Regions from separate parts of the Arachis hypogaea genome. Here region 2 is linked to region 1. Evidence: chromatin contacts called from public Hi-C data. All regions are on one chromosome and are shown on one strand. The core of a region is the stretch at or near the end of the contact, and the rest is flanking DNA. Distances in the headings are between cores, read along the strand shown. Region 1 holds the start of LOC112797012. Region 2 holds the start of LOC112795063 (probable L-type lectin-domain containing receptor kinase VII.2).

What was found. A called contact is a pair of places that touch in the nucleus more often than the background predicts.
Region 2: a contact with region 1 is called in a Hi-C map of leaf, with 4 times the contacts expected there. The contact joins the promoter of LOC112795063 here to the promoter of LOC112797012 in region 1. A contact is called at or near these places in 2 of 8 Hi-C or Micro-C datasets (both in leaf).

The regions. Positions count from the first base shown.
Region 1 is chr4:97,630,041-97,632,740 of arahy.Tifrunner.gnm2.J5K5, reverse strand. It overlaps LOC112797012, which reads left to right and starts at 1,341. Exons shown (of 6, transcript XM_025839735.3): 1 at 1,341-1,535.
Region 2 is chr4:98,584,373-98,587,072 of arahy.Tifrunner.gnm2.J5K5, reverse strand. It overlaps LOC112795063 (probable L-type lectin-domain containing receptor kinase VII.2), which reads left to right and starts at 1,284. Exons shown (of 1, transcript XM_025837022.3): 1 at 1,284-2,700. The coding sequence starts at 1,860. The coding sequence ends at 2,558. It overlaps LOC112797027 (thioredoxin-like 4, chloroplastic), which reads right to left and starts at 860. Exons shown (of 6, transcript XM_072235739.1): 1 at 457-860.

The DNA of each region.
Region 1 (2,700 bases), core at 92-2,591:
ATTTTATTATTTGCAAAATGATGAAGTTTTACCAATGTTTTGAAAACTAGTTCGAACCGGTCCGATCGGTCAAATTAGAAACCAACATGCATATCGGTTCGGCTAGTAAGCATAATCGCCAGTGTAAAAAACCATTGGACCTCTGAATCGGTTGAAAATTGCCCGGTTTCAACTTTGACATAAAGTGGCGCCATTTCATCATATAATTAATTAAGAAAAACCTAACGTAAACCTAATTTCCCTAACATGCATCTCCTCCTTTTCGAGCTCTCCGCTCCTCCTTCACTCCCTCGGCAAAAGAAAAATAAAAAATCACATCACTTGCTCCGTCCAGCCACTGCCGCCATCGCATATGCTCGAAGCGGACATCCCCACTGCGCTCGTCTTTGCCACTGCTTGAAGCTTCCGTCCCACTGTTCCTCCGTTGCGCAGCCGCTGTTTCACCGCATCGGCTCTATTCCACTGGGCTCCAGCCCTTCTTTGCTCCAATTTTGCTGTGTCAAGCCCTTCGTGCTCCCTAACCTCTGTACTCTAGAAGCTATTTTTTTTACTGTCATTGTTGTTTTAATTGGTTTATGATTATTAATCTGTGATTTTTCTTCTTCAATTATTGTTGTTACTGCGATTTAGGATTGTTGATCATGCTCTTGATTCTGTTATATTGTCATTGTCCTGCTTTTTTATTTTTTTATTTTTACTGATTTTCAGTTTTTGAACTTGTTAAGTTGATAATTTGCTAAATTTTTGGGCTGATGTTGTTTTACTTTGCTAAATTGTTGAGATTCTTGAGATTGAGATTGTCCTTGTTTCTTGTTATTGGGTTGCTTGAATTTTATTCAGGCCTTGTTCTTGTATTTAGACGAGATTATAACATTGTGGTAGATGTGATACTTTTAATTTGGATGATATTTTAAAATTTATGTATTCCTAAAAATCGGACTGGATTGTCCGGTTGAACCAATCTGACCGAAACCAGTGCAAATATTGGTTCGGTCTAATGAGAAAAACCATCCATGGAAAAAGCGTTTCAAAATTGCTGAATTGGCCAGTTCCTGGCCGGTCGAACCGATCCAGGTTCCGACTGGTCGAATCGAATCTAGACTCGACCGGTCGAACCGAACCAGGACCCAGCCGGTTACTCTAAATGACACCGTTTGTTATTAAAAAAAACCAAAAAAGAAAAAGGATTCTGAATTGAGAAACCATTCTCTCTAGCATGGTTCTAAAAATCGGACCGGACCGGCTAGTCGAACCGATAACCGCTCAAAGAAAAACCACTAAAAAACCGTCAAACCGGTTGGATCGGGCCGGTAACCGGCTGGTACCCCCCCCCCCCCCCCAAACAAAAAAAATCATTCATTCATTTAATCATTTGTAATGGAGATTGGAGAACTCTAGCGAAGGAACCCTAACCCTCCATCGCCGCCGCCGTTCCCAGATCGTCAGCGCCGCCGCCGTACCCAGGTCGTCGAACCCTAACCCAGTAACTCGGCTGGTACTCTTCATCTTCGCTGGCTTCTCGGCCCGGAACCCAGGTTAGTGGCTCGTCTTCATCTTCGGTCTTCTTCTTCAATTTTGTTCCATTTTTCTTCAATTCTTCTTCGGCCTTGGTTTGAACTTTGAAGTTTGGTTCTTTAATTCTTCTTCTTCGGTCTTCCGTCTTGGTTTCCAGTTTGGTATTCCCTTGTATTTGCTGGTGGTTAATGGTGGAAATTTTACAAATTTGCAAATTTGTATGTATGGTTCTGATTGCTTTGTCTTGTATTCACTATACTCTGATTGCTCTGTTAGTCAGTAATACTTACTCTGATGGCTCTGATAGTGTTTTACTGGTTTACCAGTTGCTGATGGCTCCTAATTTGTTTGTTGCAATATTGTTGAATGCTGTAGACTGATGGCTCTTAATTTTTTTTTTTGTTCAAATTTACTGATGGCTTTGTTTGTAGTTGCTGGTTTTGCTGGGTGAAGGTTTAGTGTTTTGGAATGTTTCATAATGTGCTAATGTTTGTAATTGCTGGGTGAAGGTTTAGTGTTTTGTGGTTATTGGTTAATGTTTTGGTTTAGTGTTCTCTCTTTTCCAGATTTCCCTTTTCCCTGTATTTCTGCATGTTGCTGAATTGGTAATTAATGAATTTGCCTTTTTGCTGTAAATTGGGACTTTACTAGGATTTGTTAAATTTGTTGCTGTAACTTGAATTTGTTGCTGAATTTGTTGCTTCCCGGTCACAGAATCAGAACAGAATGCTCAGTCAGTGCTTGATTGATTGGCTTTGCTCACTGATTGTATTTGATGATAACTTTTAAATTTTAAATTTGCACTGCCTATGTTACTGATTCACTGTTCTTTTAGTGCTTTTTGTTGTTGTTAATCATTGTGATGAGCTTTGTTAAAATTTGCATTGCCTATATTACTGAGTGTTCCTTCAGCGCTTTTTGTTGTTGTTAATCATTGTGATAAACTTTGTTAAAATTTCCCCTGCCTATGTGACTGATTCACGGATTCATCCCCTCGTCATTATCATTGGCATGAACTCCGAACCAAAACCCCAACTCTCTGGATAAAATTGTAATAATAGCTGATTGGGACATTTTCTTCTACTTAAGGTATGAATCAGAATGATGAGGCCAAGTTGTGAATACACAAGTCTCAACAGACTATAATATATATTGAGTTTGTGACATTAGAAGGGTGTAATAATA
Region 2 (2,700 bases), core at 35-2,534, 950 kb before region 1:
CAAAAGTGCTAATTAGTTTCAATTAATCTAGTTTCTTCTTCCCAGCATTCTCTTCAAAAGTTTTGTTGCTTCAAGCTTGCACACCAACATTTGTTGGAGAAGTAGAATCTAAATCAGCCTCAAAGTTTTTCATTAGATGGTCGACTAGGCTTTTCTCACAACTCTCCGATAAAAAATGTTCTGATTATAATTTGCACTCACTTCAATAATTTAGATTAGTTCTTTCTATGCTTCACATTCCAAATACAAAGTGGATCATACAAAAAGGATTTGTAAGTGGATCATACAAAACAGCAGCACAGCAGAGCAGCCAGAACTAATCAATAATCAATTAATCATTCAATAAAAACACAAAACACTAATGGTAGCAGGGAGCATAAAAAAAACCAGGAAGAGGGTTTGATTTCTGAACAGAGCATAAAAAACGAATAACCAGTACTACCAGTGAGCACTGACCTTCGACGGACGCCGGAGAGCGGTTGAGCACGACGAACGACGGCGACCAGACGAAGACCAGAGGACGACCACACGATTGGGGAATGAGAGGTGTTCGAGAATTGAAGGCTAGCAGACGAAGACGAGGTTGAGTGAGGGGCTAGGGCTACTCGCAGTTCTGCTGAAGGAAGAAGATTGGAGAAGGAGATGGGGGCGCAGTGGCTCGATGGACGAAGAGAAGACCCTGTGTGCGACGGACGGACAGACGAAGAGAGGTAAGGGTTCTCAGACCTTGCTTCTGAGTTCTGTAGAAGGGGAGAAGGGGCTTGGCTCAGCCACTGAACTGAAGTGTTTTTTGTTTTTAGATAACGAAACGGCGCCGTTTGGGGGAATCGGCCAAGTTCCAAGTTCCAAGTTCCAAGTTCTATCCCACAGACCGGTTCTTAAACAGTTCAGCAGCTCGGGTCCGGTTTTGGAGGCATCAATTTTTCGAAACAAAACGAACCGTTTGTGCTGCCAATTCACGGTTGAACCGATTAGATTGACCAATCCTATCCAATTTTTAGAACCCCAGGTATGAATGACTATGAGAAATTAGAGTTTAAAGATAAGTATAATAAGATTTAGAGTAAAAGACAAATAAGTTCCTAACATTTTAAAATGAGGACATTTTCGTTCCTTAAGAAGAAAAATACATTTCGATCCCTAACGTTTTAAAACAGCGGACAATTATACTCTTCTGTCCGTTTTGGGCCAAAAACGACAACAGAACCAGCTGACATAGAAGGACAGTAAATGACCTGGTCGTTACACTTGATCAGGTGGATTGGAACAATTTTTTAGTGGACAAATTAGTCCCTTAACTCTATGCAAACGCCACTATTGATGATCACTCTCACTCTCACTCTCACTCTCACTCTCACTCTCACTCTCACTCTTCAATTCTCACCCTTACCAACCATGCCTCTTTTTCTATTGGCCGTGCTTTCTACCCTTCCAAGATCCCAACAAAATCTTCCTTTTCTTCCAACCCTTTACCGTTCTCAACCTCCTTCATCTTCTCCGTTGCACCATTCAAACACCTTCTCCCTGGCTATGGTTTTGTGTTCTTGTTCTCACCTTTTGAAGGAGCAAACGGGGTTAGCTCAGCTCAGCACCTTGGCCTCTTCAACTTGACCAACAATGGTAACCCCAAAAACTATGTTTTTGGGATTGAGTTTGATGTGTTCAAGAACCAAGAATTCAATGACATCAATGATAACCATGTGGGTTTGGATGTGAATTCTCTTACTTCTTTGGCCTCACACGATGCTGAATTTTGGGTCAGTGGAAAACATGATGAAAAGTTTAAGGAATTGAAGTTTAACAATGGTGAGAACTATCAAGTGTGGATTGAGTATTCAGATTCTAAAGTTAATGTAGCAATGGCTATTGCAGGGAAAAGAAGGCCTAATAGGCCTTTGATTAGTGAACTTGTGAATCTTTCTGATGTCTTTTTGGATGAAATGTTTGTGGGATTTTGTGGGGCAACAGGGCAACTTGTTGAGAGTCACAAGATTTTGGCATGGAGCTTTAGCAACTCAAATTTTTCGATCGGCGATGGTTTGGTGACTACGAATTTGCCTTCATTTGGTTTTGTTTCAGGGATCAGTTTTGGAATTTTTATCTTTGTTATTGGTAGTGCAGCAATGGTGTTTGTTGTTTTGCTCAAAAGAAAAAGAAGCAAAAGAATGGAGGAAGAGGGAGATATTGAAGACTGGGAATTAGAGTATTGGCCACACCGTATTAGTTATGAAGACATTTATGCTGCAACTAAAGCATTTTCAGAACAGAATATAATTGAGTTTGGAGGTATGCTGAAGGATGTGGCTATGGGGGTATTGTATTTGCATGAGAGTTGGAAAGTTAAGGTGTTGCATAGGGACATAAAAGCAAGCAATGTATTACTTGAGAAGGATATGAATGCAAGGTTGGGGGATTTTGGACTCGCCCGGATGCATCATCATGAGCAGATACCTAACACCTCTCGAGTGATCGGAACGGTTGGCTACATGGCACCGGAACTGCTAAGAACCGGGAGAGCCTCGAGCAGCGGCCATGGCTTCCACCTTGCATTTTCATGAAATAGGGCTCACTGCGGCGTCGTTTTGGCCTTAAGGGACGAACTTGTCCATTAAAAATTCATCCCAATCCACCTCATCAAGTGTAACGGTCAGGTCATTCACTGTTCCTCCATGTCAGTTGGCTCCGTTGCCGTTTTTGGCC